6 separate regions of the Mus musculus genome follow, and all the other regions are linked to region 1. Evidence: chromatin contacts called from public promoter capture Hi-C data. All regions are on one chromosome and are shown on one strand. The core of a region is the stretch at or near the end of the contact, and the rest is flanking DNA. Distances in the headings are between cores, read along the strand shown. Region 1 holds the start of Trim68 (tripartite motif-containing 68). Region 2 holds the start of Dnhd1 (dynein heavy chain domain 1). Region 3 holds the start of Trim3 (tripartite motif-containing 3). Region 4 holds the start of Apbb1 (amyloid beta (A4) precursor protein-binding, family B, member 1). Region 5 holds the start of Smpd1 (sphingomyelin phosphodiesterase 1, acid lysosomal). Region 6 overlaps Gm36847 (a long non-coding RNA gene).

Region 1 (4,020 bases), core at 386-2,885:
AAGCTTGTTTTCCCTGATTTCTAAAAATACAGCCAGAAAGAAGCTCTTTGTTCTCTATAGCCAGCAAAAAAGCCTTTTTGTTTCTATACCTTACAACCAGAGTTGTGATAATTGTAAAAAGACCTAGCCAGGTACTTGCCTGGCTCCCTGTGCCAAGGACACGGAGATAGACTCCACAAAGAAGAGCTACAACTCACTCCCCACTCCTCATGCCTTGTAATTTTACCAAGGACACCCGCCAGAGATGAGCTGTAGCCAACTCATCCTCCCAACTCCTCCCAATTCCTCACGTTTTTCCTCTAAAAGCCCCCTACTGTTACCGATAGGGAGCTCATCCTCAGCTGACAATAAAGCCTCTTGCAGTTTTGCATCAGGTGTGGTTTTCTCTCGAGTTATTGGAGTGCTGGCCAGCTCATCCCGGGACTTGAGCGGAAGTCTCCCCAGTTTCGGGGTCTAACAATAGTAGGTGTGGCCTTGTTGGAAGAAGTGTGTCACTGTAGGGATGGGCTTAGAGACCCTTCTCCTAGCTTCCTGGAAGCCAGTCTTCTCCTGTTCTTATTTTTATTCTGTATAAGTTCATCAGCCAATGAGGTTACTTGATCGTGTCTTCAAAACTTTTAAGTCCAAAGTGCTCCTCATAAGCAAGAGCCTCTTCCCCCAGTCACTCTATGGTGTCCTATTCTCAGGGCCTTTGAGAGTCAGTCATAGTTACAAACACATTCAATTACAAATGAAAAAGATGTCCCCTTTTGATTTCAATTCCCTTGAACTTGGTTGACTTTAAGGCAGAGAATGTATGACCCAGTCTTGCAATCCAGGTCTCTTTGTATGCATGCTCAATTAGTATTTTTTAAATGTCTTCTTTGAATCCATCTGTTCACTGTGACATAAGGTCAGTCATTTGTCTCTACCAAGAAGCAGAGGCTCAGTTCAAATCTCAGTTCCTCCCTCTCCCCCTACAGTGCTGGTCCTGTCTATTTTCAATAATTTTCTGGGTGTCACCCTGAAGAATGTCAACCATGTCCTCAGCTCTGACATTGTCATGGAATTCAAAGAGCATGGGTCCCAACGATAAACATATCACTGGAAGCTGGATTCATCTGGAATTTTTTTCGTTACTTCCCATATGTCACTGAGTGTCTTCTCTTGCTTACTCAGTAAAAGTCCCAGTATCCGAAAAAGAACCAAAGAACTACAAAGAAAAATCCAGGTCTATGATTTAACACGCTTGGTCTTGTGTGTCTCTGCGGTTGGACGAGAGGAAAGCTTACACACTGCTTTAAAAAGATTTTTTTACTGGCAGCTTATGATCAGGACTTCGTAATTTAATATGTTTTCTAACTCTGAAACTAGTTTGTTGCAATGAGGAGCTACCAAAAGTATGTAAGTGTCAAGAGTTAGCCAGGAAAAACAGAAGCATTTATTAAAACTTTTGCTTAATTGTCTGAAACCTGGAGCAGCCACTTGCAGCTCGTGTTCCAGGGAACTGCGGATTCCAATGCGTAAAGGTGCCACTTAAGGAAGCCCGGCTGCGCACCCACGCTAGGTAGCTGAATTCAACCAGGAAACGTGGCAAGCGAACAGCCAATCAGGCCACTCTGAGTGCAGAAGTGATTCGTCGGTTCCGGCGCAGTGGGTGGGTCCTGCAGCTCCGGGCGCGGCTCTTGCCTTGGGTCCCTCGCCCCCGCTGCTATCGCGGCTTCCGGCGGCGGGCGAGCGCCCCGCTGCTTCCTACGCTGCGGATTGGACCGCTGGAGCCCCGCGCCTCCACAGCTGCTTAGAGAAGGAGGCGACAGCAGACCTCTTTGGAGGACAACACAGGTCCTGCCCTCTTTACCCTCCCCTGTTCCCAATCCCACCGCCCTGGGGAACTGCCTAGTGCCCGAAGGTCAGGAAGGCACGGACCGCCACTGCTTCCAGACCCGAGGCTGGTTTCTGCCGCTTCCAGGCTCTTCCCCCTCCCTTCGCGGCCCTGAGGACCGTGGAGGCACTGGTTGCTAGGTGCAACCTTTTGATATTGTAGTCTACAAAGTTCACTCTGGAGAACAAAATCGCATAAAGAAACTTAACATTTTACAGTTTTGTGTTTGGCCTGTATTCACAGCTGCCCTCAGCTACAGGTTGGACAGGTCTGAGCAGTTAATGAGTCAAACTTTTGACCAAGTATTTATGTTTGATAAAAGATCTCTATTGGAGATCCTCTATTGGAAAACTGTATTTATCTCCAGATCTTTGACATCTTTCCCATGTTTACATTTTTTGAGGCAATGTATAGAACTAACATGCTTCCACTACATTTTTGTGATTTATCTTGATTTATCATTTCTATCTTTCTTTGCCTCGCTTTCCTACTGCCAGTGTCTTCCAAATTTTCATCTGCTGTTTTGTCTGGTTGTTGTTGTTGTTGTTGTTGTTGTTGTTGTTGTTGTTGTTGTTGTTGTTTGGGGGTTTTTTTGGTTTTCTGTAGCTTTAAGTAGTGCTTTTGACACCAAAGCATGAACAGGTGGACACATGCACACTGCCTTAGATGAAGATATTAACACCTCTACTATCAGCTATGCCTAAACATTTACATTGAATTCTCATGCATTTAACAAGTATTGAGACACTGTTGTTGGCATCAAGAATACACTGAGCAAAACTGAAGATAACTCTGTATTAAACGTACCACGACATTAGGATATTGTAAGAAAAACAGAAAATATGAATAGTAAATTTCTAGTGTGTGAATTAAGAAACCCACAGACTCTGGTAAATGATATCAACAGTGAGATCGTGGAAACAGTCTCAGTTGGAAGAGTGTGATTCCAAATAGGGTAAAATGAACAGACCCCGGGTCCAAGCACTGCACATAGCACTGAGGAGAATATGGCTGCCACGGGTGCAGTTGGGAGAGTAAGAAGACTTAGGCATCTGCCTAGCATGCTTGAGATTCTTGTTAAATCCCCAGCATTTCAGAACAGTCGAGGGGGTGAGGGGGTGAAAGGAGGATGCTTACTCCATGATCCCTCCGCTGGAGCGTACATGGGCCTTTGAGTTCAGTATTCGTTAGTGCACAACTGGATCTTAGGATTCTGGATCTCATGGCTGGGTGGAGACGGTGGAAGCAGAGAGACAGAAAGCAGGGGAAACAGCAAGAAGGAGTAACAACCTGAGGACGACCTGATCTCAGTCCTACAGGCTTCTGCTCTCGTTCCTACAAAACGCCCTTCTGCCAGACTCAACACAGTGGTTTCTTCCTCTCTGCTTTTGAATTTGTCCTCTACCCTGAAGCTGGGGAAGATGGGTGATTTTCCCGAAGTAGAATATTGGAAACCTGGGCCAATCAATCACCTATAAAATGAGATCAGTAACAGTTTCTGTCCCAGGTTATGGAATACCAATTATCCATGTAAAGTGCACAAAGCCATGTCTGGTACTCAGCCTGATACTCAAGAGTGTTTTCTGTTATTTTGCCTTATATTTTAAATATATCACTATATATTTGTTACTGTAAAAGCATTTGGGATATAGAAACTATTCCCTAACCCTGATGTATTTGCCAGACACATGTTCAGCATTTAGTTGCCTGGTAAGCACTATTTAGATCCTAAAGATACAGTAGTATTTAAAGCCAGTGTAAATCACCCCTTTACACAGTCTATCTAGGTTACTAAATATATACAGGATGAATTAATAAATATTGCCAAGTATACCAACAACCCTAAGCCACTCATTATTCAAACTCCATACCCACACGTGGCCTGGACAGAAGTCATCAGTATACATCAGTCTATCATTAAGTGATCCTGGTTTTATCCTTTCAAGGGTGGTGATTTCCCCTCTTGCTTCTAACATGCATCTGTGCACCGTCAGGAGCACATCTTGGTATGTGGTGAATGGTGGCAGCTTGACGCAGGAGAGGCAGATAGTGATTTTTCAGGACACAGTGAAGAACAGCTGTTGCACTTCTGTTTTACACTTCAGTGTGCAACATAAGAAACACTGCACAGGTAGGCAGGGAGCTGCCGGCATTTGTGG
Region 2 (4,020 bases), core at 878-3,377, 3.0 Mb before region 1:
GTTCCTATACTAAAAGAACTCCTAGAAGGGATCTTCTAGGCATTCTGAAATCCTAGGATTTTGGAAGCCAGATTGGGGGACTGGAAGGAATAGATCATTACTCAAGGGGCCACCCTTACTGTCAGATCATGAAGTTGACATAGAGGCAGTGCTTTGCTTTAGACCTGGAATAGTTCACATAGACCTGTGGAGGAAGACCACCCAGGCAAGCACTCCCTAGAGTAACCAAAGACCCCATATAGAGTTCCTAGGACCAGCACAATATATGCCCCAAAGTATGTTTTGGCAAATATAAATGACCAAGAATATGAACCCCAAAGAAGCTTCTGGCACCGTCTGAGAAGACTGGAAACTACAAGGTCAAGTTTTGGCTTCCTAATGGCTGCTATTGATTTCAGTGTTTCCCTATAGATTAGCATTGAGACATTAGCTTTGTTTTTGCAAGTGAAAAAGGTGCAGCCTAGTCCAGCTCACTTTAGAGGTGGGCTAATCCTGAAGAGCCATGAGGAGCTGGCTCAAGAAGCCAGTAGCCCTGCAGGCACCTAAACTAATTCATTTTATCTCTTCTACTTAAAGCCCCAAACCATGCCACTCACTTTCTCCCAGCAGGTTCGCCTTCTGCCTGCTCAGTATCACTGCTTTCATACTGTACAGGGATGTCTGTAGCCAGTGCCAAGGGCAAAAGACTAAGGCTGTCCAGCCATGGGGTCTCTTCTAGGGCCACCTCAGCACCAACAATGCCCAGACAGTGCTGTAGCTCAGGCAGTGTCAATGGTCGGAGCCACGTGGCCAATTCCTTTTTTTGTTGCCGGTCCCACTGGGCCTTCACAAAAGGGCATGCTGAGCATGGAGGCCCTCGATGAAACCTCTTCATCCATAGACCACAGTCAACATGGGAAGAACTATGTAACAAAGAACTGTCTGGGGGAAAGGCCTTGTCTATGGCATCTAGCAGGTCCAGCTCTAGCCGGGCTTGGACCTTGGGTGCCCAGCAGTACAGCTGCTCCAGGAAGGGCAGCAACTCGAGTTGACCAGCTAGCATCTCACGGTATGGAGGCAACAGGCCCAGTACTGCATGCAGATAGCGCCAAGCTTCACAACTGCCATCCTGCATCACAGCTGAGAACAGAGACTGAAGCTCAGACAGCAGCAGCTTCAGCAGTGTCCGCTGCTCTGATTCAACCACTGCCTTGAGATCCTCCTGTTTCATTTGACAGTCCCAAGAGTGTTCTTGTCCGCTGCAGCTACATCCAACGAGCCCAGACTGAAGGGTATAAAACCATGGGTTTTTCTTCTCTTCCAGAATAAAGTGGAGGCAGGTATTCAATTGCTGTCGAACAGATCTTGCCCACAGCTCGGGGTCCAAATGCCAATTCCAGGCTTTTGGCTTCTGGGTCTGACCTGTGGGACCCAGCGGGGGGGGGGGGGGAGGGAGGGAGGGACATGTAGAAGTTCTGGCTCTGGGCTGTGCCAGTAGGGTTAGGACAGCAAGGTGGATATAGAGTTGCAGAGCATAGGAAGACCAGTAGAGGGCCCTTACTGAGCCACTCACTGTCAAGGACTAGCACAAGTCCAAGAGGGAGCCCTCCCTGCCCAGGAGCTCCTTCCCACCCTCCAAGGCCTCGTCTCACCTGGCCTGCAGGATGTAGAAGGCATGGGAAGGGAAGGGGGACTGGTCTGTGAATGAGGTTTCATTGCGGAGCGCTCCCTGTCGTGAATGAACTTAGACTCAGTTCCAGTCACTTAACACAGAGACCGATACACGCTTGCAAAATCTTTGGAAAAACTGTGTTCACATGAGGAAAACTTCAGAGTGGAGGCTGGCAACCACCTTGAAAAGGAAACACAAAAGGGTTGTCACTCAAAGGCAGCAAAGCTCCCGTCCCCTGAAGCCTTTACCACAGACTGAGAAGGTCCAGAGTGCAAAGCCGGCTACTGGGTAGGGAAGCAGTTTAGGACACCTAGCGGAAAGACGTGGCAGAAGACAGCTCCCGGTGCGCCAGTGGGAGGGGCCTCCCTAGGCACTGGAAGAGCTGAGCCACTGAGGGCAAGGGTAGCAGATCCCAGAGCCAGAGCAGAGGACTCAGCTGCACCACCTGCTCCCAGCTGTTAGAACCGTTACAGAATCCTGGAGGCCCGAGCCTCAAATCGGAGCTAGAAGGAGAGTTCAACAGGCATGTGGGAGGGGCCTGGGGGCGGGACCGGGACCCAGGCCACACTAGCATACTGCTTTTAACCTGACACCCCAAAGGCCCAAAAAGAATCTGGCTGAGCGGGAGACTGAATGACAAGATTGATTTGGGGGCACTAACAGCATTAGGGGCGTGGTCGTAGGAAGCAAGTGTAATCCTAGGGACTCACTCGCTCACTGATTTTTCCCTCCCCTCCCTTGACAGCATATCCAACTGTCCCACCTCAAGTCCCAACAAGAAACCCGAGTAAGACAAACATCTTGTATCTCTCTCAACAAGCTACACATCTAGTAGTGAGTGGTTTAGTTATGAAAGAAAGAAAGAAAGAAAGAAAGAAAGAAAGAAAGAAAGAAAGAAAGAAAGAAAGAAAGAAAGAGAGAAAGGAAGAAAGCAACCTACCTCTGTTATAGATTTTATTCTAATCAGTGGAAATTTTGATAGGCCAGACAGTAAAAAGAGTAGACTTGGGGGAGGGGGGAGTAGGGTGTTTGATTTCATATATTTCAAGTTTTAAGTCTGAGATACAGATCTCACAGGTGAGAGGCATAGCTCAGTGGTCCAACACTTGCCTCATATGCTCAAAGCCCTGGGTTTAGTCTCCAGTCTAGAAATGAAAGCTGTCCTTGAAGTCATGACTCCCCTGCCTCAACCTCCTGAAGGAAAGAATTATATGTATGTGTCCAACTAGAAGTTTAGTGTTTGCTCTCACTTGAGTCACATTCAAGCTTGAGTATTCCCAGGACCATGGTTAGAGTGTTCTGCTTTCTCTAAGGCTAAGCAAATAGTCTTTGCTTTCAGGATCCAAGAGAGTTAGTTCATCACCTCCTCTGCCTAGGCCCATTACAACTAGTGAGATGAAGAAGAGAAGAAATCACACCTCTTTATGAAGGGCACAACCTGGAAGTTGCCTGTGTCACTCCTTCACTTGCCCTGACCTAGGCAAAAATAAAACTTTCACATCTAATCTTTTTTTTGCAAAGGTTGTGGTGGTTTGAATGAGAATGACCCCATAGGTTCATATATCTGAATGTTTGGTCCCTTGCTGGGGCTGTTTGGGAAAGATTAGAAGGTATAACCTTGATGGTTCATCTCACTGGTGGAAGGATTGTATACAAGAGTGAGCACTTTTCTCCACATTGTTCTCAAATTTTTATTTCAAGTTTCTGCTCAGGCATGCATCCCCTTATAGTGAATCCTTTAATTTCCCAGAAGTCAGCACTCTCCCAGGTCCAGACCCTCTTTTCCCCAAACTAATTTTACCCCATACTTTGATTGCTATCTCATATTTGCTTATCCATTTACCCTGATAAAAAATGTAAGCTCCTGGAGTTACAGAGACAAACTGTGGAGCAGAGAATGACCCAACAGGGGATCCATCCCATATAGTCATCAAACCCAGACATTATTGTGGATGCCAACAAGTGCTTGCTGACAGGAACCTAATATAGCTGTCTCCTGAGAGGCTCTACCAGTGCCTGACAAATACAGAGGTGGATGTTCTCAGTCAACCACTGGACTAAGCACAGGGTCCCCAATGGAGGAACTAGAGAAAGGACCCAAGAAGCTGAAGAGGTTTGCAGCCCCATAGGAGGAACAACAATATGAACCAACCATTACCCACAGAGCTCCCAGGGACTGACCACCAACCAAAGAGTGCACATGGAGGGACCATGGCTCCAGCCACATATGTAGCAGATGGCCTTGTCGGTCATCAATGGGAGGAGAGGCCCTTGGTCCGCCAGTGCCAGGAGATGGGAGTGGGTAGATTGATTGGTGAGCAGGGAGAGGGGGAAGGGGATAGGGAGTTTTTGGAGGAGAAACCAGGAAA
Region 3 (4,020 bases), core at 975-3,474, 2.9 Mb before region 1:
GTGTGTCCATTGCAGAGAAGGGGACTGGGACCAAAGGGGTGGGGATAATGGGGAGCTGCATTTGTGGCCCTGCATCTGAATGGGCCCTCCCCTCATCCACCCACCCAGTTGAACTGTGCTTAGAACCCCAGAAGACTGGGTTCTAGCACTAGGAATAAACCTTTCATAAAAGCAGGCCCAGTGAGGTCAATTTGTGGGGGACTAGAGGAGGGTGGATTGGTAAGAAATGCCCAGTAATCTTGCATTCAGTTCCTATGAATTCAGAAGAGCTGCAGCTAAGTTTGAGAAGCTGCCGAAGGCCTGATGCCCCTCACTTTCAGAGCCAACGCTTTATTTTTCTCTTCCCGTTAGCACCAAGGCAATCTATGTGTCTGAAGAGCATAGGGTCCAGAGGGGGTTGGGCCGGCTAACCATCATGCATTCAATCATACAGCCGATGTTTACTGAGTGCTTTTATTTGCCAGGCACTGCGTTAGGCCCTGGGGAAACATCAGTGAATAAAACGCAGTCCCTGCTCACAGTGCTTAAGGCCTAGTGGGGGATAGAGACAAGTAACCAGGCAACTACAATACAATGAGAAATGCTAGGATACAAGATGCAGTGGGAGCACCAGATAAGGGGCATCTAGCTTAGACTGAGGTAGGGATGGCGATGCCAGTTTAAAAGCTGAGATCTGAAAAGTAAGTAGCGAACAGCTGAGGAAGAAAGGCCAATGCTCATAAAGTCTGAATAAGAATTCAGTCCAGAATGAAAAATTAAGTGGGTGAGAGACAAGAGGCAGACTTGATCTTTGGAGAAATGGAACTAAGAAACCTCTTAGAGGTCTGGCAGCACGGGAGAAGCGAAGTGTAGAGAACATACTTCCTGGACTATTGGGTAGCCTAGTGACCCTTGCTTGTCACTCTAAGCATGAACCCTGCCTGAGCTCCTTCACATCCAGTGAGTAGCTACCGCAGAGATAAAGGCATTCTCACCGCACCTGCTGCAACCTGCACTGCTCTTGTTGAAGTCAAACCTTAATTGTATAAGAAATCACAAGAAAACTCCCAGCAGCACTTTAGACAGGGCTTGAGTGCGGTCAACTACAGGTCCAAAGACAACTGCAGACTTCTTCAGCATTCTGTCCCCTCTAGAGGGTGGAGAAAGGGGACCAACCCAGTCAGCAGGTTCCCACAGCACAGGGTGCACACCACTCTGACTTGACTCTTTGTCAGTGATAACTGCAATCCCCAGCCAGGCTTCTGGGGCTTTAATTAGCCTTTATGTAGTCAGCTGTCTGCCTTGATTATTAGAGGTGCTGGTTCTCTTATTAGCCCCCTACTTTATGGGCCACTGAGGATTTTTGTTGTAAGGGCATTGAATCTTCAAATGGTTGGAGACAGAACCTGAAAGCAGAGCCCAAACATGGCTCCACCATTTTCTAGCTGATTAGGATTAATGCCTGGGGAACATAAGCTCGCTCCGCTCCTTCCGTTGTAAAGCTGCTAATAAAAGCAGCTACCGATTACGGTTATGCGTATTAAATGAGATAATGTATGTAAAGTGATTAGCTCTGTCTGGCACGTAATAAACACTCAGTCCCTGTTAATGTACAGTTTTTATTGTATTGTACCTAGGCTGTTTTTCCATAATGCAATGATTCTGAGAATTGCTCTGGGTCTTTGGTGTAAGGAAGGAGTCGCGCTGGATGGTCTAAACCAAATTTCCTCAGGCGGCACCTGAGGAACCTAAAACCGAAAAGAAGTCTCCCACTTGGCCTGCAAACCCCTTCTCCTAGAGTTCTGGGTTGAGGTACAGGTGGTCCCCCTCCCTCTTGCTCAGTGGAAACCAAACTAGCAGATTTCACAGGAGCCTCCGGGAAAGCCCAGGAAGGAGCGACCAGAAGCAGCAGGAACGGACTCTCGGAGTACTAAAGCTGGTTCTAGCTGCTTTTACTTGAAGGCATCAAGTGCCACTATCAGACCTCAGCTACTCACCCTCGCCCTTAGGCCTCGTGAGCCAGAGGCAGCAGGCGAGGATCCCGGATCTAGGATCTAGGATCCGGGATCCGCTTGCCAGCTCCAAACCGCACCGCAGAGGGAGAGCCAAGAGCCGCAAGGGCGGAGGGGCTGGCGGGCGTGGTCTGAGAGGTGGGGGCGTGGTTGGGGCGGGCCTTCGGCTCCGGAGTCGCCCCCTCCCCCGACCGGTCCGCAGCCCCGCCCCGGCCCCTCCCTCCGGCCTGTGCGACGGGTCCAGCGGCAGCGGCGCCGGCGCGGGGACAGACGGAGGCGCGGGACGTGGGGCGGCGCCGCGGGCAGGGCCGGGCGGACGGGCGCTGGCAGCGGGGGCAGCGCTGCGGGCCGCTCCGAGTGGCTGCAGTCCGGGCCTTGCCCTCCCATCCTGCTCCCACGCCGTGAGTGCGCCGCGCGGGCCCCAAGGGTGCGTCTGGTCCACCTGTGTATCGGGGTGCGGGTCCTGGTGCTAGCGGCGGTGTGTGGGTCCGAGCGTCTTTGGGTGGGGGCGCGGATGCTTTTCAAAAGCTGTTCCTGTCTCTGTCCACGTGAGGCGTGTCCGTGTCTGTGAGAGCAGCGGGGGATTCTTTGGGCTGTGGCTGCTCACGTGAGGTCCGTGTTTGCGGGCTGTGTGGTGGGGGGAGGCGCGGGTGGATGGGTGATGGTTCATTTTAGGAGCGCGGGTTTTGGGAGTCTCTGTGTTGGCGGAGGGTACCGAAAGCTGCGGCCGATGGTGTTGGGGGTGGGTGGGTGGGGTTGCTGATTGGCACTCTGGAATCTTGTGGCCCCGCTCGTCCAAAGGGTTCCTTTCTCCTGAGTGCAGACTCCTCCACCCCTGCTCCCTTCTCCGTCCTCCTTAGGCACCAAGAAGCCCACCAGCCAGGATGGAGGACATCCTTCCTCCACTGCGGGCACTGCTTGCTGGACAGGAAGCTTCCTGCAGAGGCTGTGTCTTGTAGGAAAGGACCCCTCTAGTTCTCCCTTAGCCTGGGCCCTGACTGGAGGACTCCTGTCCCCTCCCTGGTTTCCACCTCCTTCCCCCTGCACTTGGTTTCAGAACCTGGGCCACAAATCTGCAGGGACAGATGGTTGCAGGTTGGAAGGGCAGGCTGCACCCCAGGGAGGTCATTCTGACTTCAAAAAAAAAAAAAAAAAAAAAAAAAAAGGCAGGCCCTGTGCATGTTCCTGGTGTGGGAGTCCTATGCGGACCGCTAAAACCCAGGACTTGCTCCAGAGGGAAGATCTGAGATTCCAGGGTGGATGCAGTGATTATCCAGGTCTCCAGACATACTGTGCAGCGTATCAGTGCCTATCTCCTAGGCAGGGGTCTGGTTTGCTGCAGAATGGGAATGTGAGCGGCAGGCCTGACAGGTGCCCTGCCTCTCTCGGCTTGGATGCCTCCAGTGATATTACCTCTTAACTGCTTAGACTGTGGGAAGCTACCTTGTGTTATAGAGGTCTCTCTCCTTGGAATTTTGTTCCTTTGTCTTGTCTCTGCTTTTGATTTTGCTTCTCTTTGCTGAGAGGAACCTGCAGAGTTTAAACATAACTCTTCTGTCACCAGCATCTATTGAGTACTTTCTATATGGTAGTTACCAGCTCAACTGCTTAGGGGACAGTGGCATTTCTGCTCATGGAACTTGAGAAAAAAAAGAACCATAGGTGGGATAGTATCGCCTTTGTTCAGAAGATATGTGATTGCTATAGAGGAGAGTCCTGAGAGTGAATGCCAAGGTGACAATCTCAGAAAACATTTATTTTGGAAAGCAAGAGGAGGGGTCGCCTGTGAGCACTCTCTAACATGCCTAACCATGTGATGGAAGTTAGCAGTCAAATCATCAAAGTAGTTTGTATTAGGATCTAGTCATGGCACATTGCAGTCTGAAGGAGCCTTGATTTTTGAAAACAAGACCATCCTCTTCCTCCCATTTTACAAATATGGGTATGGGGTAAAAAGTTGCTTAGATATTATCTTGTGTGGTAGAGTTAGTGACAGGACTAGATCCTAAATTTCATGGCTTAAAGAAAT
Region 4 (4,020 bases), core at 641-3,140, 2.9 Mb before region 1:
ACAGGGTATTTACTGATATTTCTAGAATCTGGGATGTCCAAGATCAAGGTGAACACTTTGTGAGGTTCAACTTGATGTTAGGATTCTGTGGGGGTCTAAGATAGCACAGGGTCATCTCTATGGTAAGAAGAGGGACGTGCTAAAAAAAAGACACAGACAAACTAGCTTTTATACTAGACCTGTTCTCCACACAACCCTATAATACATTAAACCACGAACGAACAAATTCACCCATAAAAGCTGAACCTTCACGACTTCCGGGGGGCCAGGGTGGGTGGGAGGGGTTGAGGCAGACTTCTGGGGTTCAGGCTGGCCTTGGTTATGGCCCTCTCGACTCACCGTGAGTTTGGGTGGCCATCTTTAAACTACAGCAATCTTCACACTCCTCCTGTACTCCTGCTACTTTGAGTAATTTTCTACTCTTCTGTGTGACCTCTATGTCATCCTGTCCTCACACTTAAACTTTACTTCCTGTGGGAGCCTTCCAAATCTCCTGGGCCAGAATAACCTGACACACACAGTGTCCCGTGTCTTTTCCTTAAGACACCATAATTTTAATTACCTATGTGGTGTCTCTTCCCTCTTTTAATCTGTAAGCTGAATGAAAGCAGGAACTCTCTTTTGCTTTCTGGGTGTTAGCACCAAGGACAGTGTGTCATACCATACACCTATTTGCTGAGAGTGAGTGAGTGAATGAATGAATGTCCTTCTAGGTAACACGTGCTCATTTCTCAAGGATCCAGGTCAGGTGCGTGTCTTCCAGGTGGGATGCAGCTGAACCAGATTCTTTTGGGGATCTTTATGTCCGGCTTGGGATCCAACATGGTTTGTATTTCCTAGGTGCTTGTCAGATTACAATGGATTCTTAGCCACAAGTCAGTAACTGTACAAGATGAGTGATGGACATAGGGAGTTTTGTTACACTGCTCCACTTTTGCACATAAGTGCAAATGTCTATAACAAAAATTTAAAACATTCATATTTACCCAGGGATAAATGAAAGTATATTCAAAGTACTTTGGAGTACTTGCTTTGAACAAGCCAGAGATTGATAAAGTGACCCTGCATTAAGAGTATGTGTGTGTGTGTGTGTGTGTGTGTGTGTACTTTTCCACGTCAGGGAAATTCTTTAGAAGATGAACATAAGATGAAATAACAAATTTAGATTTGGGCACTGTTAGACTTAGATGCATCTCCAATCAGTTTTTCAGTATGTTCAGAGCCCACCGAGCCCACAGCTCAGGGGACAATGCTTTTGGGGTTTCTGCCCCTCTTTGCCCTTGATGTCAGGGATCTGACCATTAAGATTTGCCTCATTGTCTATCCAGGGCCTGCAGTGAACAGGAAAATAGCCAAGTACAGCATTTCTGTTTAATTTCCACTCAGTTCTCCATTTGGTCCTTTCCTAGAGTTAATTTCTACCCTGGAGTGCAGTGGGGGGGGGGGAGGCGGGGTGGGGGACGCTGTGTCATAGCTTTATATTCAGAGGCACGGGTAGAGTGTAAGAAATATCTCAGTTCTGGTTTAGTTTAACCACTTACTCTGTTACTGAGGGCAAGTCGTGTTACCCTTCAGAATGTCAGCACCTGCCTCTCAAATCCCGAGAACAACAATTGTGGGAATTGCACAGCGCTGGTTTGAGGATGAATGCAAGCAAATGGTTGAACATAGAGCCTGGTACAGAGTAAGCGGTCAATAAATACGCGCTATTATTATCCACAGGACGTCAGGGAGTGCTACCACAAGAGCCAGAGAGCAGCCGGCTGCCAGCCTCTTGAGGCGCAGCCACGGTCCCAGCACCCGTGTCTCTCTCCACCCTCCTCCTTCCCCCCTCCCTAGCGGATCAGACTCCGTGCTCTAGGCGCGTCTCCCGGCGTCGGTGCAGGACCGACGCGGAGGTGAGTCCACGGTGGCATGGAAGGGGAGAGCTGGGCAGGGTCCTGGGAGTTGGGTGCAGCCGTGCGGGGATAGACAGGAGGCCTGGGACGCAGGGCTTGCGAGGGTCAAGGGTCTGCAGGGTGCGGCTGGGGCAGCTGCAGCCAGTGCGGCTCGCACTCGCTCGCGCGCCCCGCCCCGGCCAAGATGGCGCCCCTCCCCCTCCCGTGCGCGGCTCCGCCGCTCGGGGCGCGGCCTCGCGGCCTGCGCGCTCCTGGGCGGGGGATGTTGTGATGGAGAAGCTGCGGTGTTGCGGGAGCCTTGCAGCTTGAGCTACCTTCGCCACCTGGGCCTGGGGCCTCGCCGCGCAGGTAGGTGCTGCTCCGTCTCCAGCCCAGCCCCGGGAGCAGGATCCCCAGCCTCAGCAGCCCTTAACCCTTGCAGCCTCTTCTTCTCAGAAGTCCAGGTCTCCAAGCCAGGCCTGATTACCCCCCACCCAACTCCCTTCGCCGCCTTCCTACCGCGGGCCTGCAAAATCACCCTCCGCAGGATCACTTTGGTCCTAACACCGACCGCTCCCCAAAGCTTTGCTTCTTGATCCTCTAGGATGCCCGGCGGGGGCGGGGAGGAGGGGGTGAGCGGGGGGGGGGGGGGGAGAGCGAGGGGCGATAGAAGAGTGGGGGAGGGGACGTCTAATGCTGGGAAGGGGACTTGGATCCGGGTAGGAGCCAGGCCGTGCGATTCCAGACTAGAGCCCCAGGCTTGGGATCTGTCAAGCTGCATTCTGTTGTCCTCAGCGACCGAGGGGTGTGCCCTGGGACCGGCGGGGTTCCCATCTCAGCCTGACAGAGAGGCCTAGCAGCGACTAGAGTGCTCCTTAGGAGCAGTTTTCCCTCTCCAATTCAGATGTTATTTCCAGCCTCTTCCGAGTCCTGTTTGTAGGTTGCATTCTGAGCCCCTAATTTCCCATTCATTTTAAAAATCCACTCCATTCTGTCTCTGACATCCACCGAAGCTTCTGAGCAAGGTCACTGGAGCCCTCCTTGTAACTCCAATGGACACTTGGCGGCTGTGAGCCCATTACCACTGAGTATGTGTCAGTCTCCTTGAAGCATTTTTTTTCCTGGTTTTCCTCCTAGGCACTGTCTATTGCTTTGAAGTGTTCTCTTGTCTCGTCTCTGCATATGTGATGCTATTCTGGCCTGAGCTGCGTTCTTTCACTCTGACCTTTTCCCTTGACCATTTCTTGCATGTCTAACTCTTTAAATTTCATATATAAGCTGCTGAGTCCCAAATTTATTTGTCTGGCCCAGACCACTGCTGAAATGCAAACTCATATATACTCAACTGTCCTCTGACATCCTTTTGAACAGTTCAACAGGAATTCCAAACCTACAGATTTCAAGGTGAATTAATTAACATCTCTTGTTCCCCTCATACCTCACTTACATGTCTGTTGTTCCTTCAGCCTCTCTCAATGACATCTGTCCATTCAGTTCAGGTTATGGTCACAGTGAGGTGGGGTCTGAGCAACATTCACCCTCACCTCTCGACATCAGATCTCACCAAGCTCTGTCATGCCCACGACTTCAATATTTCTCAGGTCTGCTAATGTCACTGGAGCTCAATTGCTGTCACACTTAGTGAAGACAGCCCCCCTGACTGCTCTTGTTTATTCCCTCTTAGTTACACAGCACTCATAATGGTCGTTTTAAAAATGCATCCAATCATTTATTCATTTAACAAATAGGATTTGAGCACCTAATATTTACAAGGCACCGCGAGAGGTACTAAAGATGTCATAAGAAAACAGAATAGACTGGGTTCACGTCCACAGAGAAGTGATGTCTTTGCAGGAAGTCAAATAAGAATGACATTGTAAAGATAGTCAGCATCATGAAGGAAGATGCATGGTGCGCTGAAAGATCCGAAGAACAGAATCTAGGCTGTCAGGGTGGCTAAGCGAGAAGGGGCCAAGGGAAGATGCTCTTAGGAGTATTCAGCTTGAACTAGAATGTAAAGGGAGAGTTGGGAAAATGAGGCTCAGACCATGCTTATGCCTTCCAGGAATCAAAGAAAGCAGCTTAGGCTGGGCAGGTCAATGACAAGAGTTGGGGCCAGAGGGTGAGGGCCATGGTTGGGATA
Region 5 (4,020 bases), core at 763-3,262, 2.9 Mb before region 1:
AAGAAGCCTCAGAGGGTTGAGAGCTTCATGAATTCAGGACAAAGAGTGAGGTGAGTCAGAAAGCAAAGGCCTTTCTGTCGGGAGATGTTATAGGCCTGGCCACGTTGAGAAAAAAATGGGAGATATTAAAGAGGGAGGGAGAATTCATTTTACAAAGAGAGCTACTGTAGGCAAAGACACAAGCTAGGGAGTGGGGATGTACTGCTAGCTCTGAAAAGAGGGTGGCTGGAGATAATTAAAGGGAAGGCAGGGTCAGGTTAGGGAGGGCAGTAGAGAGTGCTGAGGACACCTGCTGGAGTAGTCTACCCAGTTCCCTCCTCCTTTCTCCCTCATCCATCTTTCTTCTTCCTTCCTGGGTTTCCACCGACAGTAAGTACCTTAGGGTGTGAAGGGCATCAGCTGGTAACCAGGGTTCCCATGCCTTGGCCATGGCTTCATAGAGCCATTGTGAAGATTGGTTTCCCTTTATGAAGGGAGGAGGGAAGCCATTGACAGGAGTGCTCTCATGGTTGCCCACAGCAGGGTACACTGGCACTGGGCCCAAGAACTTCCTCACGAGGTCTGTGATGGTGGTCAGGGCCCTCAGCTGATCTTGGCGAGACTGTTGCCAGACATCATGGGCAGGGATATCTCCCGTCCAGTACACCATTTCAAAAGGGCCGGCAGGGCCCAGTCCTTTCAACAGGCTTTCTAGCGTTCGCAAGGGCAGGTCACACTTGCTGTACTCGCCCCAGAACCCAGCCCCCTTCTGGGAGTTGGGTGGCCATCCGGACCCCCGGCGGCAGCAAAGTGGATCTGCACAGTAAGGGTCTGTGCCCTCCAGGTACTCATGGTCCCAGTGTAGATCAGTAAGGAAGAGGACACGGCTGACAGGGGCACCGGGGGCTGGTGGGCTCGGTGGCTTTGGGGGTGGCTTCGGCACTGATGGCAAAGAGATGTTCCAAGTCGAAAAGATGTCCCAGTGTCCACAAGAGGAGCCCAGAAGCAAGCCACAAGCCTCTGATGGGCTCAGAACTGAACGTGTCCACACCTCCACCACATCGTCCTCAAAGAGATGGACGGCTGACTGGCACACATCTAGTGGTGCTATGTTCAGCATCTTGCATATCTTGATGGCCACAGAGCCTACCCGTGCCACATTGGGCTCCTTCTGTGGTGGAAGGAACCAATGAAGTTAGGTCAGAGACAGAACAAGTGAACCCTGGCCACCACTCCACAGGCTTCCATGTCTAAATCGGAGCTAGGATAACTCTGTCACCATGATAAAGAGACATCAGTATCTCCCACACACTGCCCAGCAGTTCAGCACCAGGCCTCTAGCTACCTACTCTAGCTCAGGGTGTGCTACCATTTCAAGCCCACAATTAGCCAGCTGACTTTACTCTCCCTAACTTTATAAAGGTCACAGTGGGGTAGTGGTAACATGGATGCATAGGAAGCACCCTCTACCAGAAATATATTGCCCCCTCCCCCGGGCATACCAGTGCACTTCATCCTGCCCCCAGCATTCCACAACAGCCCTTCACGCACTCACCTTCAGCCCATGGTTGAGAGCAGTGAATAAGACTTTGCAGGCGGGGCAAGTGAGGTTCTGCCACCCAAAGGCACTCTGGAGCGGCGGCGCTATGGCACTGAATTTGACAGAATGGCCTTCAGAAGGAAGAGGATAAGCTCTGGCAGGAACCCAAAGAACCGTGGAGTCAAACAGAGCCAGAACCAGCGCCAAGCCCAGCCCCATCCAAAGGAGTCCCACTCTGGGTGCCGGTAAGGACCTCTCCAGTCTCTGCTCCCAGCCGGCTCTGAGGTGGTCCTGGCCGGATGATGCTCTGTGGTGGGGCATTGCCAGGCTCGTAGACAGGACTGGCTTGCCCCTCCAGGCCCCACAGGCCGAAGCCCTGGCTGGCCCTCGGGGCCCGGGTAACGCTGGAGACACCTGATTACCCTTCGTTGTGGTTGACTGATAGCTCAGCAGCCAGCCACAAAACAGCTCCTCCCCTTCCTGTTCCTCTTATGGCCCAGCAACTGTGGGGGAGCGGCTGTCAAAACCTTGGGGGCGGAGCAAAAGGGGGCTCGCCAACCCGCCCTGATCCGCCTTCTTCAGCCACAGCCCAATCACCCCGGGCGGTCTTAGGACCCGCGGGGTTGGGGTGGGTAGGTGACCTCGGTAGAGACAAGCTTCACCACCCTGAGCCATTGCTGCGCGAGGCTGCGGGCGGCGGCCCCGATAATTTCTGCCCAGAACTGATGGAAGCCCTTTAGGGAACTCCCAGGTGCCCCTCTCTTCCACCCCCCCTCCCCGCTTTTTTTTTTTTTTTTTTTTTTTAAACATTCAGATTCCTAGAATAGATGCCCGGCTCAGCTGGTCATTAAACTGAGAAGATTAACTAGAGAGGGCTGGGGCAGCGATGCTTGCATTGAGCGGATTGACCTGCCATGGACGGTCCTCCCCTCGATTTCCTATGCTCTGCCACCATTACAGCAGCCTTGAATCACTTAAGGTTTTGTTAATGTGTCTTTCTTTTAATTTAAAATTTTGCATTATTATTTATTTATGTGTATGGGTATTTTGTATGTGTGTGCACCACGTGCGTGGTGCCTGCTGGAGGCCGGAAGAGGATCCACCTGGACTGGAGTTATAGATGTATTGAGGTCGCCACGCCCGTGCTGCGTGCTGGGAATTCTACCCAGGTCCCAACACTATTAGGTGTGGGACCTGCCCTGGAGCCTGGTCAACCTACCAGGGGTCGTCATATCCTTAAAAAGAAAACTGCCTCTTCTAGGAGCTCTCCGATGCCAATACGCCTTAGCTAGGAGTGAGCCTTTGGAATTTTGTCTCGCTTGAACATCCTGTGCGTGCTGTCACAATCATGGCGATTTCACTGCATGCAACTTCCCTGTCGTGCCAGAAAAGTTTCCTTTAGTCACCCGCTGCCTCTGGCTCTTCCAGTCTTTCAGTCCCACTTTCAATCACTTAGCCTTGTAAGGAGAGGTGTGATATAGACCCCATTTAGGGAGGATCACTTCGAAGTCTCTTGTTCTCTGATGATCATTTGTAGGTGTCTGTGTTTAACTCTCTCCTGCTTCAAGAAGCTTCACTGGTGAGGACTGCTAAGTGCTCTGATCTACGGGTACACTAAAGTCATTTAAATACTGTGCCTATTAGCAGAATAATAGTAGTAGGTTCTCTGCCCCGCTATGGGGGTTATGACCTATCTAGCCACAGGCCCTTACACTGATAATGGTGCCAGGTATGGGTTACATCTCATCTCTCAAAGGTCTTCTTAAGTGTTTTTAATCCTATTTTATCTGTTGTTGTTTGTTTGTTTTGTTTTTGAGACAGGATCTCACTATGTCTTGCCCCAGGATCCACAGTTCGGGAGCCAGCCAATCTTCTAACAAAGCTTTAATTCAGAATTCTCAGGATAGAAGGGACTTTTGGCTTTGTTTATTTATTTATTTTTATTTTTTCAAGACAGGGTTTCTCTGTATAGCCCTGGCTGTCCTGGAACTAACTTTGTAGACCAGGCTGGCCTCGAACTCAGAAATCCACCAGCCTCTGCCTCCTAAGTGCTGGGATTAAAGGCGTGCCACCACTGCCCGGCTCATTTCCTCCTTTTTAATAGAGAAAGAGTTGGGTATACTCCTGTAACCCCAGCACCTGGGAGGTAGAAATAAGAGAATCAGACATTCAAGGCCACCCTTAGCTACAAAGTGAATTTGAGAAGTTTGAGTCTACCCTGGACTGCTATGAAGCCATACCTCAAAAAATTAAAAAGAGGAATTATATCCACAGTGGCAAAAAGCTTAATTTATCAAATTCTGTAAATGTGCTAAATACTAATTCAGGTGCTTTGTAATGACTAGTTTTCAATTCTCACACAATCCCACAAATAGCAATAATACTGCTATTCTTGAGCTGGTTGAGTGGCACATGCCTATAATCATAACATGTGAGAAGTAGTGCTGCATTTGCATATAAGCTATACACATCTAGATACTTTAAATCCTGTTTATTCCTAA
Region 6 (4,020 bases), core at 1,103-3,602, 2.8 Mb before region 1:
GTCCTTTCTTCATTCCTTTATTGTCTGAGTCGGATCAGTCCCAAAGCCATGCAGATGGAGGCCCATCAGTTTCCCCACCTGACATAGGGCATGCTTACATTTCAAGTGTCAGAGGGAAGCCTCCCTGGGGCCCTCTGCAGCCTGTATCTCATCACCTCTAACATGCACGGTTTGCTACTAAACACGTTTGTACACTTTGCCATTCTAATCCACTCACTCCTGAGCTTAGGGTAAAAGCCTGTCTGTATCTGCCTCATTCTCCCCATTCCCTGAGCTCAGCTGCTTGGCTGGCCCACTGTCAACATTTAGTGAATATTTGTTGCAAGAGTGGTTAGTTATAAAACATGATTTAGAATGAAATTAGCAGAGGAATCCAGACCATACAACCACATGTCAAATAGGCTTTTCTGGACCCAAATAGATTGCCTGGGATAAAGATGACCCTGATGCTTATGGATTCAGTACGCAGCATCAAGTCTGTTGCTGATGTTCAGTGGTGGAGTGCTTGCCTAGCATGTGCAAGTCTCTGGCTTCTAGTCTCAGCTGAAAAAGAGAGAAAGAGAGAAGAAAATGAATTAATAAATAAACAAAGTTAGAAACCAAGAAAGGAAAGAAGGAAGGAACCAACCTACCATAAAGGTAGAATCAGGATGACTGGGAAACAATATATTCTATATACATTGGTCATCAAAGCAAAAACAACCTTTGATCTTCTTGTACTATGCACCAAGGATTTTCCATATGGATAAAGGGGGTTGGGGGAGACAGAGAGACAGAGACAGAGAGACAGAAACAGAGACAGGCAGGCATTGTGTGTGTGTGTGTGTGTGTGTGAGAGAGAGAGAGAGAGAGAGAGAGAGAGAGAGAGAGCACCAAACAAAATCCTCAAACAAATAATTAAAATAAACCCAGGAACATAAAACATCCATTGACTCTCTGTAATGGCAAAATGTTTCCAAACTCTATCTCAAAAAGAAAAATGTAAAAGTCAAAACCAAAAGAACCCCTAACCCCAAGCTGGGTGGTGGTGGTGCACACCTTTAATCCCAGTACTTGGGAGGCAGAGGCAGGTGGATCTCTGTGAGTTCAAAACTTGTCTGGTCTACAGAGGGAGTTCCAGGACAGCCAACAGTACACAGAGAAATCCTGTCTTGAAAAACAAAATCAATCAAACGAACAAACAACCTCTCTCCCCCCAAAAATCTGTCCCCAAAACTGACTTTAAAAGACTTTACCCAAGCACTCAGAATCAGGCCAAGCACAGAAAGTCAGACAGCTCACAAGCAGCAAGTCAGGAAAGGGATCTAAGCTGATAATTAAAGCCAGGGAGAGGTCAGCCAGGGCCAAAAGGCCAGAAAGGTTTTATGGGGAGATGGCATGTGGGCTAATTTTCAAACACGTAGACTTAAAGGTTGCCCATTTGGGGACATTCCTTTCTCACTTCCCTCTCACCAACTAGTCTTCTAGGACTTTGTGGGGCTTATGAGGCCCGAAGCTGACTCCTTTCTTAGTTTCTCTCAACCTTATTCGTCCATAATGAAAGAAGCTGCACTCCTGGCAGTCAGCCATGAGCCAGGTCAGGGAGCTGGTGAAAGAGCCCGACTTAGCCAGCCAGGTCCCTATTCACTTCCTTCATTTCCACAGCTGCCTTCGAGCTCAGAGTCATTCCCAGGCTCGCTCTCTCTCTCTCTCTCAATCTCTCTCTCTCTCTCTCTCTCTCTCTCTCTCTCTCTCTCTCTCTCTCTCTCTCCTTCTGCCTTGATCTGTCTCTGTCCCTCTGCCTTGGTCTGTCTCTGTCCCTCTGCCCTTGCCTGTCTCTGTCTGTCTCTGTTTGTCTCTGTCTCTCTGTCTCTCTCTGTCTCTCCTTTTATTAAACCTTAGAATTTTCTGACTTAAAACCTCCTGCTTACTCTTGTTTCTCTATTTCTAACCAGTTCACTCCCCACCCCCAGCGCACTTAAATAACTCAGGAATGTGAGCAAAACTTTCTTCCATTCTTCTGAGCATTGCTCAGAGTGGCATTTCATTTTAAGGTCTTAAAAAATATTGCTTTTAATAAATACCTTAAAATTAAACAAGAGCTGCATACTCGTTGGCATAAGAACAGATAGCATTTTCTGAAGGGTTTTTGTTTTTTTTCCAAGCAGAAGAAAAGAGAAAATAGAAATGATTTAACAATTTATTTCTGCAGATCACAGCGCCCTGCTGACATAAGGGGACTCTGGCCTGGCATTGGCCTTCCAGGGACCTTCTGCCACGTTCCTGGCCTGGGTAGATATAGGCATCTCCGTGGGAGGCCCATCGGAGAGGCCTCTTGCCACCTGACTGCCTCCAGACTGAGCTGTCACGATTCACACCTGAGGCTCTGCCTGCTCTGGCCTCCCACTCAGCTTCCTTTCTGGTCTGAGGTTCGTGACTCACCCTGAGCTGTGTGCAGCCACGCGTGGAGGCCATTCTTAAGCTTTTCTTCCATCACCCACGCACGATGGATGACATCCATATGCACACACATCTCAAAGGCTAAACCCAATTTTATCTAAACCCAGGAAGAATTTCTGCAGGAACCGAAGCCAATGGTAAAAATAACGATGTCATCTCAACAAGATACAATAATCTGAAGCTGGCAAGACCATGGCTGAGTTTGCAATCTGCCCATTCCTGCTCCTGCTAGCTATGCATGAAGCATAGCCCCAAAGAACCACTTTCTGAGTACATGTATTGTCCCCCAAATTAGTGAAGGTGAAATTGCTACCCAAAGAACTTTAATAGTGGGACCCCACATGTGTGTATCTCCCTGTGTGTTTTAAAATATTTATTATTATATTTATTTATACGTGTGATTTCAAGCATATGTACATGTATAGGGTATAGCTGGTATATGTGTGTATGTGTTATGGTGCACATGTACAGGTCAGAGGACAACTTCTAGTAGTTAATTCCATGTGTGTGGGTTCTGGAGGTAGAACTCAAGCCTTCAGGTTTGGCAGTTAGTCACTGAGCCATCTTACCAGTCCTATATGTTTCATTTGAGACTTATTCTGTATCCCAGGTCTTCTTGGAACTCACTATGTAGACCAGGTTGGTCTTGAACTCATGATGAGGATACTCATGCCTCACCTGCATGAATCCTGGAGTTAAAGGTCTTTGCCACAACACCCAGCTCGTGCATATTCTTTTTTTTTTTTTTTTTTTAAAGATTTATTTATTTATTATATGCAAGTACACTGTAGCTGTCTTCAGACACACCAGAAGAGGGAGTCAGATCTTGTTACGGATGGTTGTGAGCCACCATGTGGTTGCTGGGATTTGAACTCTGGACCTTTGGAAGAGCAGTCGGGCGCTCCTACCCACTGAGCCATCGCACCAGCCCTCGTGCATATTCTTAACTGCAGTAAACATGCTATATTGTATGTTTGTTTACTTTTCTATTTTTTCATCACATTTTAAGAAATTAAACACTATGTCCCTGAGTGTCCAGCACAGCAGTGGATTTTGATCAACAAATATATGAATGCATGGCTGGCAAACCATTTTGCCTAGGAATCCTGTGTGTCCCTTGTTCTGACTCCTTTATTGCCGGCATCTGTATGGGTCACTGGTGTACCCAGCCTCTAGCAACTTGCAAATCAGTTTCTTAAACTCAGCTTGCCTTTTGTTCAGCCTGTATAGCTGATCTCTCATGCCAGTTCTGACATTTTGGTCTTAGTTTCTGGGCCTCTTTAATTAGCTTGCTTTGTCTTTTTGTGGGTCAGTTTTGAGATGTTCCCAACAACTTTATTTATGTAGTTTTGCTGCTGCGCATGTACAGTCCCAGCCCTGGGCAGCTGAGAGGGACATGATGAGCTTGGGGCCTACCTGAGCTACATAGTGAAATGCTGTCAAAACTCAAACTAAAGCAAACAAGTGAACCTAAAGGAATTATTTTTTACAGTGCGAGTTTTCCTTAAGCTGTCCCAGAATCTCCTAGAAGGGGCGGCCAGATGTGCATCATTGACAGATGTTTGGCTTCACCCATTATCA

What was found. Promoter capture Hi-C pulls out the DNA fragments that hold promoters and counts their contacts.
Region 2: a promoter capture Hi-C map of pre-B cells shows a contact between it and region 1, with 8 times the contacts expected there. The contact joins the promoter of Dnhd1 here to the promoter of Trim68 in region 1. A contact is called at or near these places in 5 of 39 promoter capture datasets (the 3T3-L1 cell line, embryonic stem cells, hippocampal neurons and 2 more) and 1 of 484 Hi-C or Micro-C datasets (CD4 T cells).
Region 3: a promoter capture Hi-C map of pre-B cells shows a contact between it and region 1. The contact joins the promoter of Trim3 here to the promoter of Trim68 in region 1. A contact is called at or near these places in 5 of 39 promoter capture datasets (cranial neural crest, embryonic stem cells, hippocampal neurons and 2 more), 1 of 484 Hi-C or Micro-C datasets (CD4 T cells) and 1 of 115 datasets of contacts at active chromatin or transcription factors (astrocytes).
Region 4: a contact with region 1 is called in a promoter capture Hi-C map of pre-B cells, with 11 times the contacts expected there. The contact joins the promoter of Apbb1 here to the promoter of Trim68 in region 1. A contact is called at or near these places in 3 of 39 promoter capture datasets (cranial neural crest, embryonic stem cells and pre-B cells) and 1 of 115 datasets of contacts at active chromatin or transcription factors (astrocytes).
Region 5: a promoter capture Hi-C map of pre-B cells shows a contact between it and region 1, with 21 times the contacts expected there. The contact joins the promoter of Smpd1 here to the promoter of Trim68 in region 1. A contact is called at or near these places in 5 of 39 promoter capture datasets (the C10 cell line, embryonic stem cells, hippocampal neurons and 2 more), 1 of 484 Hi-C or Micro-C datasets (pre-B cells) and 1 of 9 other capture datasets (liver).
Region 6: a contact with region 1 is called in a promoter capture Hi-C map of hippocampal neurons, with 10 times the contacts expected there. The contact joins the enhancer-like site here to the promoter of Trim68 in region 1. A contact is called at or near these places in 4 of 39 promoter capture datasets (cranial neural crest, hippocampal neurons, pre-B cells and 1 more) and 2 of 484 Hi-C or Micro-C datasets (cerebral cortex and myocytes).

What each region holds. Positions count from the first base shown.
Region 1 is chr7:102,684,942-102,688,961 of GRCm38.p6, reverse strand. Trim68 (tripartite motif-containing 68) reads left to right here and starts at 1,635. Exons shown (of 7, transcript NM_198012.4): 1 at 1,635-1,821.
Region 2 is chr7:105,648,883-105,652,902 of GRCm38.p6, reverse strand. It overlaps Dnhd1 (dynein heavy chain domain 1), which reads right to left and starts at 2,127. Exons shown (of 44, transcript NM_001370803.1): 1 at 1,962-2,127; 2 at 1,632-1,831; 3 at 597-1,401. The coding sequence starts at 1,695. It also overlaps a transcript of Timm10b not described here.
Region 3 is chr7:105,631,775-105,635,794 of GRCm38.p6, reverse strand. It overlaps Trim3 (tripartite motif-containing 3), which reads left to right and starts at 2,224. Exons shown (of 12, transcript NM_001285870.1): 1 at 2,224-2,418. Arfip2 (ADP-ribosylation factor interacting protein 2) reads left to right here. Exons shown (of 8, transcript NM_029802.4): 8 at 1-1,594.
Region 4 is chr7:105,579,361-105,583,380 of GRCm38.p6, reverse strand. It overlaps Apbb1 (amyloid beta (A4) precursor protein-binding, family B, member 1), which reads left to right and starts at 1,890. Exons shown (of 15, transcript NM_001253885.1): 1 at 1,890-2,246.
Region 5 is chr7:105,552,352-105,556,371 of GRCm38.p6, reverse strand. Smpd1 (sphingomyelin phosphodiesterase 1, acid lysosomal) reads right to left here and starts at 2,012. Exons shown (of 6, transcript NM_011421.2): 1 at 1,535-2,012; 2 at 378-1,150. The coding sequence starts at 1,840. It overlaps Gm39063 (a long non-coding RNA gene), which reads left to right and starts at 2,011. Exons shown (of 3, transcript XR_869857.2): 1 at 2,011-2,270.
Region 6 is chr7:105,517,948-105,521,967 of GRCm38.p6, reverse strand. Gm36847 (a long non-coding RNA gene) reads right to left here. Exons shown (of 3, transcript XR_378395.4): 3 at 1-543. Among named protein-coding and RNA genes, the nearest start is that of Smpd1, 34 kb to the left of the region's middle. Within about 2 kb of position 2,352, at least 19 of the 459 cell types and tissues checked have an H3K27ac peak or open chromatin away from gene starts, as enhancers often do. A contact at or near this core is called in cerebral cortex and hippocampal neurons, where this site is marked.